Regions from separate parts of the Mus musculus genome. Here all the other regions are linked to region 3. The links are chromatin contacts, called in public HiChIP or PLAC-seq maps. All regions are on one chromosome and are shown on one strand. The core of a region is the stretch at or near the end of the contact, and the rest is flanking DNA. Distances in the headings are between cores, read along the strand shown.

The links. HiChIP or PLAC-seq counts read pairs in DNA pulled down with a chosen protein or histone mark.
Region 1: an H3K4me3 HiChIP or PLAC-seq map of stem cell-derived neural progenitor cells shows a contact between it and region 3, with 4 times the contacts expected there. The contact joins the enhancer-like site here to the promoter of Dact2 in region 3. A contact is called at or near these places in 7 of 39 promoter capture datasets (HPC-7-derived erythroid cells, cranial neural crest, embryonic stem cells and 3 more), 4 of 115 datasets of contacts at active chromatin or transcription factors (astrocytes, embryonic stem cells and stem cell-derived neural progenitor cells) and 2 of 9 other capture datasets (embryonic stem cells and macrophages).
Region 2: an H3K4me3 HiChIP or PLAC-seq map of stem cell-derived neural progenitor cells shows a contact between it and region 3, with 14 read pairs. The contact joins the enhancer-like site here to the promoter of Dact2 in region 3. A contact is called at or near these places in 13 of 39 promoter capture datasets (the 3T3-L1 cell line, the HPC-7 cell line, the SN4741 cell line and 8 more), 2 of 15 datasets of contacts at CTCF or cohesin (both in the NIH/3T3 cell line), 1 of 484 Hi-C or Micro-C datasets (cerebellar granule neurons), 7 of 115 datasets of contacts at active chromatin or transcription factors (embryonic basal ganglia, embryonic forebrain, embryonic stem cells and 2 more) and 1 of 9 other capture datasets (embryonic stem cells).

What each region holds. Positions count from the first base shown.
Region 1 is chr17:13,478,227-13,482,229 of GRCm38.p6, reverse strand. No RefSeq gene overlaps it. Among named protein-coding and RNA genes, the nearest start is that of Rnu6, 48 kb to the right of the region's middle. Within about 2 kb of position 2,354, at least 98 of the 459 cell types and tissues checked have an H3K27ac peak or open chromatin away from gene starts, as enhancers often do. A contact at or near this core is called in astrocytes and stem cell-derived neural progenitor cells, where this site is marked.
Region 2 is chr17:14,902,735-14,906,417 of GRCm38.p6, reverse strand. Wdr27 (WD repeat domain 27) reads left to right here. Exons shown (of 25, transcript NM_175173.3): 18 at 2,860-2,981. Among named protein-coding and RNA genes, the nearest start is that of Wdr27, 39 kb to the left of the region's middle. Within about 2 kb of position 1,312, at least 34 of the 459 cell types and tissues checked have an H3K27ac peak or open chromatin away from gene starts, as enhancers often do. A contact at or near this core is called in stem cell-derived neural progenitor cells, where this site is marked.
Region 3 is chr17:14,202,507-14,206,323 of GRCm38.p6, reverse strand. It overlaps Dact2 (dishevelled-binding antagonist of beta-catenin 2), which reads left to right and starts at 2,493. Exons shown (of 4, transcript NM_172826.3): 1 at 2,493-2,810. The coding sequence starts at 2,595. Gm34510 (a long non-coding RNA gene) reads right to left here and starts at 2,617. Exons shown (of 3, transcript XR_001782252.2): 1 at 2,524-2,617.

The sequences.
Region 1 (4,003 bases), core at 1,105-3,604, 720 kb after region 3:
GTAGAACTGCCCTGTGGGCTCCCTGTGTGTGGCTCCCTGTGACATTTCACAAAGTGCTAAGTGGTCAGCTGGGCCCTGCCCTGGAGACTATGCAGCTGTGAGTTGGTAACAAGAGGATGGACTTTCTGTTCAAGGTCAACTGCATTACATTAAGACAGAGGTTGGGTCACAAGGCACAGAAAAAGCATCAAGAAACATATGAATCAGGATGCTTTCAAACCTCATGTTCTTCTCTCAAAGTTCCAAAAAAGAAATGACATGCTGTCTTCTAATATCCACTTGCTAAGCCTAAAGTCCATGGATAACTCCAGCTTCCACAAATCATGCATCATATTGTCCACGAATTCCTTGATATCCTTCCCAAGGCTGCTACGGCTTCAGCTTGTCAATTGCAGAAGGCCTATTGACAGTAAAAGACTTTATGGAAATGTCTTTCTCTTTGCCAGCACACAAGGCTTCCTTGTGCTGAGCCTGTGTGTTGGTTCAAACGAGAACATTTATTCATTCATTTAGCGCACATGGCTGTGAGCAGATAAGGATGCAGAACACATTTTAGACTTGCGGTTTCTTCTGCTGGCTGCAGGTGGTCATGGCTGGGAAGATAGCAGAGTCTAGGAGATCAGTGGCCCAAAGTGTCTGTGAACTGAGGGTTTACTATATGCTCAGCGGAGTGAATCATGGCAAGAAAACAGATCCAGTTTATGCTCATAGCATTTGCATACTCGTGTGCTAGTCAGCTGTTCCTGTAATAAAGTACCCAAGACACAAAGGAGAAAAATCCCAGCTTCAGAGGGTTCAATCTACAAACCTTGGCTTTGACTGTGGATCTGGGGTGAGACAAGTAATCGGAGTGGAGCTCCCATGTGGGAGGGGAGGGCCTCAACTTATGGGGCTGTGAAGTGGGTAGAGAGAAACAGAGAGCAAAAGCAAAACACAAGAGAGGGAGAAGAGGAGAGAGGGGAGAGAGGGAGAGGAGGAGAGAGAGAAGGTGGGAATGGGAGAGGGAGGAGAGAAGGAGGAAGAGGGAGAGGAAGAGAACAGAGAAAGGGGTAGAGGGATAGAGAGAAGGAGAGATAGAGAAAGAGAAAAGGGAGAGGGGGTAAGAGGGAGAGGGAGAAGAAAACTGACGGGAGAGGGTGATGCATAAATACAAGGGGCAGGGACAAGTTATACCATTGGAAAGCCCCCCCCCCACACACACACACATTAACTACTTCTTCCCTCCTAAGTGAGCCCCTCCTCTCAACAGCACTATCAGCTGGGGGCCAAGCCTTGAGTCTTTGGACCACATTCTAGATCAAGCCACAGTACTTAGAAAGCAGGGGAACAATGGGAGCTTGAGGTAACTAAAGCTTAGAACTTAAAAGCTTAGCTCCTTAGCCCCACACAGTGAAAAGAACACGAAAGCTCTTTCCCCTCAACAGTGGGACCCCTTTTTCAGATGATCATGATAACGGATACAGTGTAACAGAATGCCCACATGTCTTAAAATGCATAGTAGCCCAAGGCTTTCCTCTAGCCAATCTGTGCCAAATGCTTCTTTTTCACTGCCTTCCTGCTGTCCAGCACACTCAGAGCCCCCGGACCACCACCCCACCCCCACTCTGGGAAGCAAGCTGAGTTTCCTTCTCTTCTCCTACCTTCATACCTCCATTGCAGGAACAAGATTCCAGTGAGATAAGAAAATAGAATGCAATACTGTTCAGCAATAAAAAGAGTAATAAATGCAAAATGAACTGTTGGCATAGAAGTGAGAGAAGGAGTTCAAGCTAAAGGAATACAAAATATATCTAATAAAATCATAGAAGTAGTTTCCCAAATCAAGGGAAAGCCTGGCTGTATAGAGTTCATCTATTCTATCGTCCCTCTAAGCCAAGGATACCCAAAGCAAACCTACTTTCCAAAAGTACATCTCATGTGCCAAGAACAGCTGGGCATTTTGAGATGTTACACCTCAGGAGTGAGCAGAGACACACAGGAATCAGAAACAATGGCACCCTGAAAAACAGGGCCTGGGAACCCCAGTCCATCTCCCTGCCACCCCAGGAGCAAGTTAGAGATCAACAGTGGCTGCGGATCCAGTACTTTTATTTGAACTTTAGCAACTTAACAGCATCCCACAGGAACCCAGCGAATGCTAAACTTGCCTCTCCTCAAAGCTTGTTTTCAATTTCTGACAACACCATTCACTTCGCCCTTTACCCCCCCCCCCCCCCCCCCCCCCGCAGAGGGGTTTCACCTTTGAGGAAGGTCTGCCTCCCTGTCGGCTTTGATGATGTTATTGCTTTCATCATCTGCAGTTGGTTAGACCATAATGACTCAGGGTTTTGAAATTAACTCCATCATTCCACACGTGTTTAGTAAAATGAAACAGGATGCAGGGCTCTAGCAGGCCATGCGAGCTGTAGCTTAGGCTGCAGGACCCTCCCTGCCAGATGGACTTGGCAGGCTCCGAGGGCCTCTTCCGCATTTTCACAGTTATTGCCCTTGAAATTTTAGTAGGATAGCTTTCTCTACTGGACTTTTTAAAATATCTTTTCTTGCATCAAATTAATCTTTTGTGCCGTCTTGTTTTCTTCACATTCCCACCGCCTTGACTGCTAAATGCAGCATTGTTCCTGCAAGCCCGAAGTGGATGCGGTCCCTGCCCTGCCCCCGCCCGCAGGTGGGAGAAGCTGCCTCCCCACTCCAACAAGACCTTCTGTGGTGCGGGGGTAGGCTCATTAGGGCTTTTCCCAGGCCCCATCACAAAAGATGGCTGAGAAAAACAAAAGTAAGATGCTGGATCCCACTGCACGCCTTTGTGGCTCAGGGATGCAGGCATCACAGAGATGTGGATTCCATTTATTGAATGTGGAGTCAAGGGAAAGGCGGCCCAGAGAGGAGGGGCTTGAGAGCTTCAAGGGCCCTCAGTCAGCAAGGCCCAGTGGTCCTCAGTGCTTACATACTGCTGGGTAGAGGGTGGAAAAAAAATCTGGCATTGTCAAGGAGAGAAAGCAAGAATTTAATCTCTCAGGACATCAATACAGAAGAAAATAGAGGAATGTCACCCTCTCAAAACTGTAAATCAGGAAGTCACACCTCATTCCTCAGAACTGGCACTGCTGGGACCCTGGTATGAGCTTCCTTCTGGTCCCCACATTGCAAATTAAAGTTGGCTGCCTGACAGTCCAGCAGACTAGGCCTGGGCACTCAACCAGACTTTGTTTTGTCTGCATCTTTCCTCCCTAGTCCCCTTGACCACAGCCGAGGTCTAGTTAGCCTCTTCTGTTTATCTCTGTCTGTCCTGTGTCACTCACAAAGCCAGGTTTGCTGCTGTGAGGGAAGACAGAGACAGGATGGGAAGTGTGTGTGTGTGTGTGTGTGTTTTGTTGTTGTTCTTTGTTTTTGTTTGTTTGTTTGTTTTTTTTAAAGTTCTGTGCTTGCTACTGGCACCATCAGGTAAAGGCAGACTTGGTTTTGGTTTTGGTTTTAAGAGCTTATCAGGGAGGCCAGCTCCCTCTTAACCATGAAATGGAATAATTTCCAACCTAGCACTGACAGTGTTCTAGACCAGTCACTCTATAAATCCTTGCAGTTCCTCAAAATCTCCTGGAGTCTGGAGTCTGTGAAGGGTGTCATCAGCACATACATGTGTGCTTATGATCTCACAGGAGTGTGCTCTCTCTCTCTTTCTCTCTCTCTCTCTCTCTCTCTCTGAGTGTGACTTTCAATCTGTAGGAAAAGAACACCTTGATACCAGTGCAGACCATACAATCCATATACTCATGCATTCATCCATTCCGTGTGTTTTAGTCAGGGTTTCTCTTCCTGCACAAACATCATGACCAAGAAGCAGTTGGGGAGGAAAGGGTTTATTCAGCTTACACTTCCATACTGCTGTTCATCACCAAGGAAGTCAGGACTGGAACTCAAGCAGGTCAGAAAGCAGGAGCTGATGCAGAGGCCATGGAGGGATGCTCCCACATGGCTTGCTTCCACTGGCTTGCTCAACCTGCTCTCT
Region 2 (3,683 bases), core at 63-2,562, 700 kb before region 3:
TGTTGGTGCCTAGTATGGGTTTCAATTTGTGGATGGGCCTTAAATCCAATCAGAATATAGTTTATCACTATTATATTCACACCATTATTACAATAGCCGTGTCCTGTCAGGCTGATGGCAGCATTCAGAGTTTGCAGCCAGGTATGACTTATGATAACTTCTCTGTGGTAGAATGCACAGCACCGCCCAGTACTATGGAAGCCAGCCAGAAGGGATGAAGCCTCAGGTTCTAACCAGCTTCATTTCTTTATAGTCTGTGACCCAAGCATGTGTGTTTCTATCAATAGGGTCTTACCGTCAGTCTCTGGATGGTAGCCAATAACATTGGCAATGGCCTGTAATATTCGGAGTTCTGTGGGACCCCAGTGGCCAGTAAGTCCAAAAGTGGTAATCATTCTGGACTCTGGGCTTTTCATTTGTTAGCCTATGGTATCTAGGAGGGGTTTGCCACCCCATTATAGAGTAACTCCATTTAAATTCTTCTTATATATGTAGTATACATTTTAAGTATACTTACTTTTACAGTGGTAGGCTTCCATGTGACTTTTTCAAAAGTTCTTCAGTGTTAGTCACCCCTCATGTTCCGTCCTCTACTCTTTGTTCCCAGCCTCTACCCCATTTAACCTTCCCTTTCCCATTACTGGCCGTCACCTCTTTATACCATCCCCCCTCTCTCTTTTTGTTTTGTTTTTCGAGACAGGGTTTCTCTGTATAGCCCTGGCTGTCCTGGAATTCACACTGTAGACTAGGCTGGTCTTGAACTCAGAAATCTGCCTGCCTCTGCCTCCCAAGTGCTGGGATTAAAGGCGTGCGCCACCACTGCCCGGCTCTTTATACCATTCCATTTGCTCTTTGCTCCCTTGAAAGCCCCACCCCAGGGTCCCTTACTAATTTTCTGAATTCCATAGGAATTCCAGATGAAACACACATATCGGAAGACTCAAAGATAACACCTATGGATTTGAGAAAACATGCAAAGTTGGTGTTTCTGAGTCTGGGTTACTACTCTCAGGATGGTTGTTTCCACCCATATCCGTTTACCTGGGGATTTCATAATTGTGCTTTTCTTAAGGGCTGAATAGCGTAGGAAATAAATATCCTATGTCTTCATTGTACATAGATGAGTTGATAGACACACAGGCTGTTTCCATATTCTGACTGTTGTGACTAGAGCCAATTGTGAACATGGAGGAGCAACCGTCTCTACAGTAGGATATAGAGTCCTTTGGGTATGCAGTGCTAGAGCTGGATCATGTGATAGTCTTTTTCCAGCTGTTTGACCAGCTTCCACACAGATTTTCACAGTGCTCCACGTTGTGTTCCCACAGTAGTGAGTAAATGTTTTTTTGCACATTTGAGAGGTCCTTTGTTCTTTTGTGGAAAATGCCAGAACTTGACACAAGAGGGCAGCAAAGGCATTTGGCATAATTTTTCTGCTTGGTAACTTTTTGCTGTTTTGAGGTCCCATTTCAGAGTGGCATTCTACTTACAGTACTTTCTGGCTTTCCAGTTCTATTTTGGTGGCTTTCTGGCCAGTGTGCTCTGGTGATACTGATTCACTGAATGCCCTTTCAATTGCAGTGTGCAAGTTCCCGTGCAGAGAGCAGCCTGGGTGGGAGGTTCCTGTTAGATTCTTGTCAAAGTTGTGGTTCCTTACGCTGCAGAGTGTACCACAGGGCACCTTGGGGTGGAATGTGATGGTTCAGCGTGTCTCGGGTCACTGGTGTTCTCCGTTTGCCTGACACTGTGCAGCCTCCAGTTCTCCTGTCTACCTGTTTCCATTGGCTCGCCCAGGAGAGAGCCCATGATGCTGTCTCCAAGTGTCTGCTTCCATGAATCCTTGGGCTCTTGGGTCTCTCGGAAACTCAGGTAGCTGTGGTTTCAAGTTTGCTTTATAGAGACTGTAAGGGCAAAGGTGAGATTAGGAGACAGCACGTTCCTTGTCAGAAGGAGATTGAGGAGTAGGGACCGCATAGCTGAAGGTCAGTCCCACCTGCCTGTGGGCTCCCTAGCAGGCGGTATGCTAGCACCTGTATAAGCCAGCATCCAAAGCAGCCATTGGCCAGAGCAGATGATCAGAGCATGTCCAAGCATCCTTAGTGAGTTCTCCTGTTTTCTCCCTTTGAAACTAAAAGAAAAGGCTTATTTATACTGATAGATCATCACAGGGTCCCGAGATCTCTGTACGATCTTTTAGAACACTGCTTGTTATACTGTGGTATTAGAACTTCCTCTGATCTGGGCACATGAAGTCAGAACTTTAAGAAATGTGAGATCTTAGAGAGGCCTCCTCTCCAACCCTCATCAGTAGGCCTTTATGTACGGAGAATCTTTTATAAGCACTACCTGTCAATAAAAGAGCTAATGGCCAGTGAGCTGAGGCAAGAAATAGGAGGCAGAGCACAGCAGGAAGAGAGAGGATCCTGGGAAATAGTAAGACAGATATAAACCAGCAGGTAAATGAACTCAGGGAAATGCCGAGAGATGCTGAGGAGACACAAAGGAAGAAGCAGGCTGGGACCAAAGGGGTTGGGGTAACTAGCTAAATGGTAGACAGAATAGTTTAAATGGTTAAATATGTTATGAGCTAGTCAGGAAATAAGCCAAAGCTTATGGCCTAGGATTTCATAATAAATAATTAGTTTCAGATTCACCATTCCAGGAGCAGGGGCAAGGAAAGAAGAAAAACCTGAATTTTCTTTTTAAAACACCTTTAATGCAAGGTTATCTGATGATGTGATTGGTCTTTTAGCCTGGCAGCAAGAAACTGCTTCCCTTATTCCTTGAGAAGCAGCAGCTCTGGCCTGTTCTTATACAGACAGACATTCTACTTGGTTTCCCTTTTTCCTGAATACCCAGGTCATGATGGAGCTGTGAGCACTATCTGCTGGAGCCATGACAAGAGGTGGCTGCTGTCTACAGGCCGAGACCGGACACTGAGGGTGTGGTCAGTTCACAGGACAGAACTCATGCTGCTTTTGGTAATGTGTACGTGAGCACCTGTGCCATGGTGGTCAGTGACATCAGACAAAGTTCTTAGTGACCCTGAGCTATAGATGGTAACAGCTGTCAGCCCTCTTTAGGGGAGACCAGCAATAGATCCAGACTGCTTAGTGACCCTGAGCTATGGACTGTCACAGCTGGCAGTCTCTCTTTGGGGAACACCAACAACAGATATAATGAGGATCTGTTTTACTACAGTGGATACACAGTGGTGGGTCAGTTTCTTATTCACATATGAAGTACATGCATATTTAACACGTAGTAACACACTCTTGGTGTGTGGTATGTCTATTGACATACATTAAATATATATTTACATTTGTTATGGTGTAAAAATAGCAAAATGCCCACAGTAAAGCACAGCTAACTTTGTTAGTTTCTTGTTATATCGCAGAGGTAATAATGATGGTCTGGAGGATTCTATGAAGGAGCGTAGTGACTGGCTTAAAGGAATCCTGTAAGGTTTTTTGGAAATAGAGTGAGAAAGGAGAGACAGGGCATGGACTCTCACTAGTAAGGCGGAAAGAAGAGAGGATGCTAAGAGAGAAGCCTTGCTTCTTCTCATGAATCATGACCTTATGAACTGCAAACATAACCCACAAGTGGTGAACATTTCAGAAATGTCAGTCAGAGCCTGAGTCTGGATGTTTTGACTTATACTATTTAAACTTAACAGTATA
Region 3 (3,817 bases), core at 1,244-3,743:
TGCACTGTTAGGAGCCGACCACATGGGGGCAGCAGGCAGCAAGGAGGCCTGCAGATTAGGTCCAAGAGGGATCCTGGAAACTGTACAGGGCATCACAGCTCAGTCCATGCTATGCCTATTCAAGTACTGTAGTTAATACTCAGAAACAATTAATTAAGCCCTGTCCTATAAACAGAGGTTAGAGTTGAGAAACCACCCTACAGAGCAGTGTCTGGCTAAGGATCCCGCTCACTGTACACTGTACACTGTACCTGCACACTTAGTCAAGTTGAGCGCAGTGTGTCCAAATCTTCAGCCCCAGTCATCACAAGTGTGGGTGTCTCAGTCACTTCTTCAGAACAAAACTCTGGACAGACTCATTTTAGGCCTTTTGGAGACACTTGCCCAGTTGACTTCCAGGACCCCTCCCCCACAACCCCCATTACCCACCTGTAAGTTATGAGAACACGGGTTTCCTCACACTTGCCAGCTGTGGGCATCATTACCCCCTCCCATGTCTGCTCATCTGATTAAAAGGAAGTTTTACTTGTTTTATAAAGGGTATGCTGTGAGGGCAGGGCATAGTTACAGGCATTAGCACACAAGAATAATCTTATGCCCCAGCAGTGAACACCTAAAAATGAAACTGGAAAACGGTTTACAACACTATAAAAATTAAAAAAAAAAAAACCTCAAAAACAAATTGGACACGGGAACAAGGCTTACTGATAATCTGAGGCATGGTTGAATAAACTGAAAGTGGACCTGATTGTGTGGCAAGGGGCCCATGTCTGTGCACCAAGAACACTCAACTTAATGTAATATTTCCTATTGACTGACAGGTTCCGGGCATCCCCCAACAAGACCCATGCTGTCTTCTTTGCAGACACTGGCCACGTGACCCATAAATTCTGTGGAAATAGGGAGGGCACAGAGCAGGAGGCAGTAGTGAGAAGATACAGGGCTGGAGAGCTTATGTGTCCAGACTTCAGAACCCAGTGAAAAGGTGAGTCATTGACACAGCCTGGAACAAGCATAAATATGACAGAAAACAGAAATTCCTTCTCCATATCAGCTGACCCTCCATTGATCTACACCTCTCACTGTTTCCTGTTGGGCAGTGGGCTACACTGTCTGCAGAAAAATGAAAGAGACTCAGGAGGATCAAGGACAGAGCTCAGCCTGAGAGGATGAAGGACTTCAGAGTATCAGCTTTAAACTACAAAAGCTTAGAAGTCTGTAGCTTCGAATCAGGCAGCGACTTCTCAGTCGTCACACAGAAAGCAGTAAAAAGCGGGGAAAACTGGTGCAAGGAGGTAAAGATAAAGAGTAAAAACTTTAACCAAGCTCAGTGCTGCGAAGCTGTGATCTAGGTACACACAGAAGGCTGGAGTTCCTTGGAGACCAGCCTGGTCTACGGAGTAGTTCTGTTGTAGTAAGACCCGGTCTTAGAACCAAACAAAACAAAAATAGGGAAGTAAAATGAATAGAAACCTGTAGACTGGAGAAAACATTGTGAGAATCCTGTATCTAAGAAAGAAATTGCAAATAAGGAAAGAGTTTAAAGGAGACTCTGGTCTTCGTTACTAAGGAGATAGCCAACTTAAAGCAAGTAGCGAACCTGAATGACCGATTCTACAGGGAAAAGATACTTAACTTCCTCCTGCCCGAGGAATCACTGCAAGCTACACTCCACAGGCCTGGGTGCTCTGGATGGAGGCACCTTCCCACCCCTGCTTGGGAGGAAATGGTAAGAACACGGGAAAGTGGTCTCTTCAGTAACCACCCGCGATTCAACAATTCCTGCCTTCGGTAGACACTCAAGGAAGAGAAAAGCATTTTCATCCTGCCTGTGTGCAGAAGTGGATGACAGCTTCTTCCTAACTTATCACTGGAGGAACATGAAGACTATAGATACTCTACTCGGCCAGTAAAGTGCTGCAAAATGGGCGCGCCCGGAAGTCTAACAGCAAAAGACCCGGATAACAGGATTCCACTCAAGACAGTGTCCACAGGAGGCCGCTGGGGGGCTCTGAGCATGGAGTGAGTAAAGGAGGTGGGGGCGACTGAGAGTGTGCGGCTTGCTTCTGGGATCCAGACAGTGTTGCTGAAGTGACCACCATGGTGAGAGCTGCACACCTCAGGAACTTTCTAGAAGCTTCCTTAAAGGTGCGTAGCATGTGTGTGAAGCTGGACTCGGTACTGAGAAGCGAGCGCAGGTTTTCCATGTACATTGGCGAACCTGGTATAGGATTTTCCATTTTAATCAGCTTACAAATAGGAACGTGCGTCTTGCAATGTAAATTTTTTTCTTTTGTAATTTTTTTAAATTTAAAAACCTAAACAAAACCTTTGCCTATGCTTAAGCTCCTCTCTGTCCCTCTGCGGAGGGGCTTTTGGCCTTCCCCGATGAGCTCATAGGTCCCAGGGGCGCAGGGGTTGGGCGAGGGCGCGGCCGGTCGACGGGGCGGGCAGGGGGCGGCCGCTGTGACCTCGGGCGTCGCAAACACCGCCCTCCGCGGCCAGCGATAGGTCCCAACCCACCTAAGCGACCTGCAGCCGGGGGCGGGGAGACGCGACGGGGACGCGCGGCGCGGCGGTTGAGCGTCCGGGAGATGTGGGCACCGAGCGGCCAGGGGCCCGCGGGTTGGGACCGCCGCAGGGTGGGCGCGCGACTACGAGCCGCACTGGCCGGGCTGCAGGAGCTTCAGGGGCTGCGAGCCACGCAGCAAGCACGCGTGCGGGGAGCTCTGGGCCTGCACCCTGCGCCAGGGCCCCGCGGCCAGGAGCTGCGTCTGGAGGCGGCGCTGACCGCGCTACGGGAGCAGCTGGTAAGGAGCAAGTTGGGCGCGAGCGGCCGAAGGGACCTGCTGGGGCGCGATCGGGGCGCAGTTGCGTGGAATGTGCGAGCGGAAAGAGCAGATGCGCGGCTGCGTGGGGAGCGCGCCGCGGGGTGCGAGCTGGAGAGCCGCGCGCGGGACCCGGGGTTGACTGCGCACCGCCTCTGCGGCGGACACAACCTTGGTGCGGCGGCGCGCAAGTCTGGCTAGACACAGGCTGTTGTGGTGGGGAGCGTGGGCTCCATTCCGCCTGGCAGGAGTCTGCGCACATACTGACCTCATCCCGGGAGCAGGTCATCCGGCTACACTGCGTGGCTACACTGCGTGAACTTGAGCCACAGGGCACTGTACTGGGTTTGCTTGGGTCATTGAGGAGTCTTGCCCGCTGAGGATCGTCTCCAAGATTGCACGTCACCTGATCCCATTAAAAAAAAAAAAAAAATAAGACGAGTGTCCTCCGGTATGCGGAACGTGGGAGAGGGGATTAGTGGCGCTTTCTCATCTACCCGCGCCCATCGAGTCCCCCTCTGTAGACCACTTGGGGCCCCTCGGGAGTAGAATTGCTACCCATTTCTAGAAACAGCTCAAGGTTCCTTCCCCTCAGTACTGCAGTATTTTTAAAAGAACAAAATAGTGCGCACTCGAAAGAGTGTGATAGCGTTGCGTCCACAACTCTTTAAGTGGGATTTTTTTTTCACGGTGAAATTTGGATCTGTCCTGTTGAAAGTAGCCTCTTGGTAAAGTTCAGGGTGAAACTGCTGTGTTCCAATCAACTTTAGTTCAGAATAGTGTTGGGTTTGTGTCTAAAGAATCAGGAAGTCCAGTGTCTGAGTCACTACTCCCCAGGACACCTGGAATCTTCCCTGAGTGTAAGAGATCTGGCTGAGGGCGGAATCCAGCTGACAGTCTCCTCCAGTCTGAGACACCCAACTGCTGCCCAGAGAGAGACATGGCCGGTGAGGACTGGACTCTGTACACTGTTGCACCCACGGGACCAA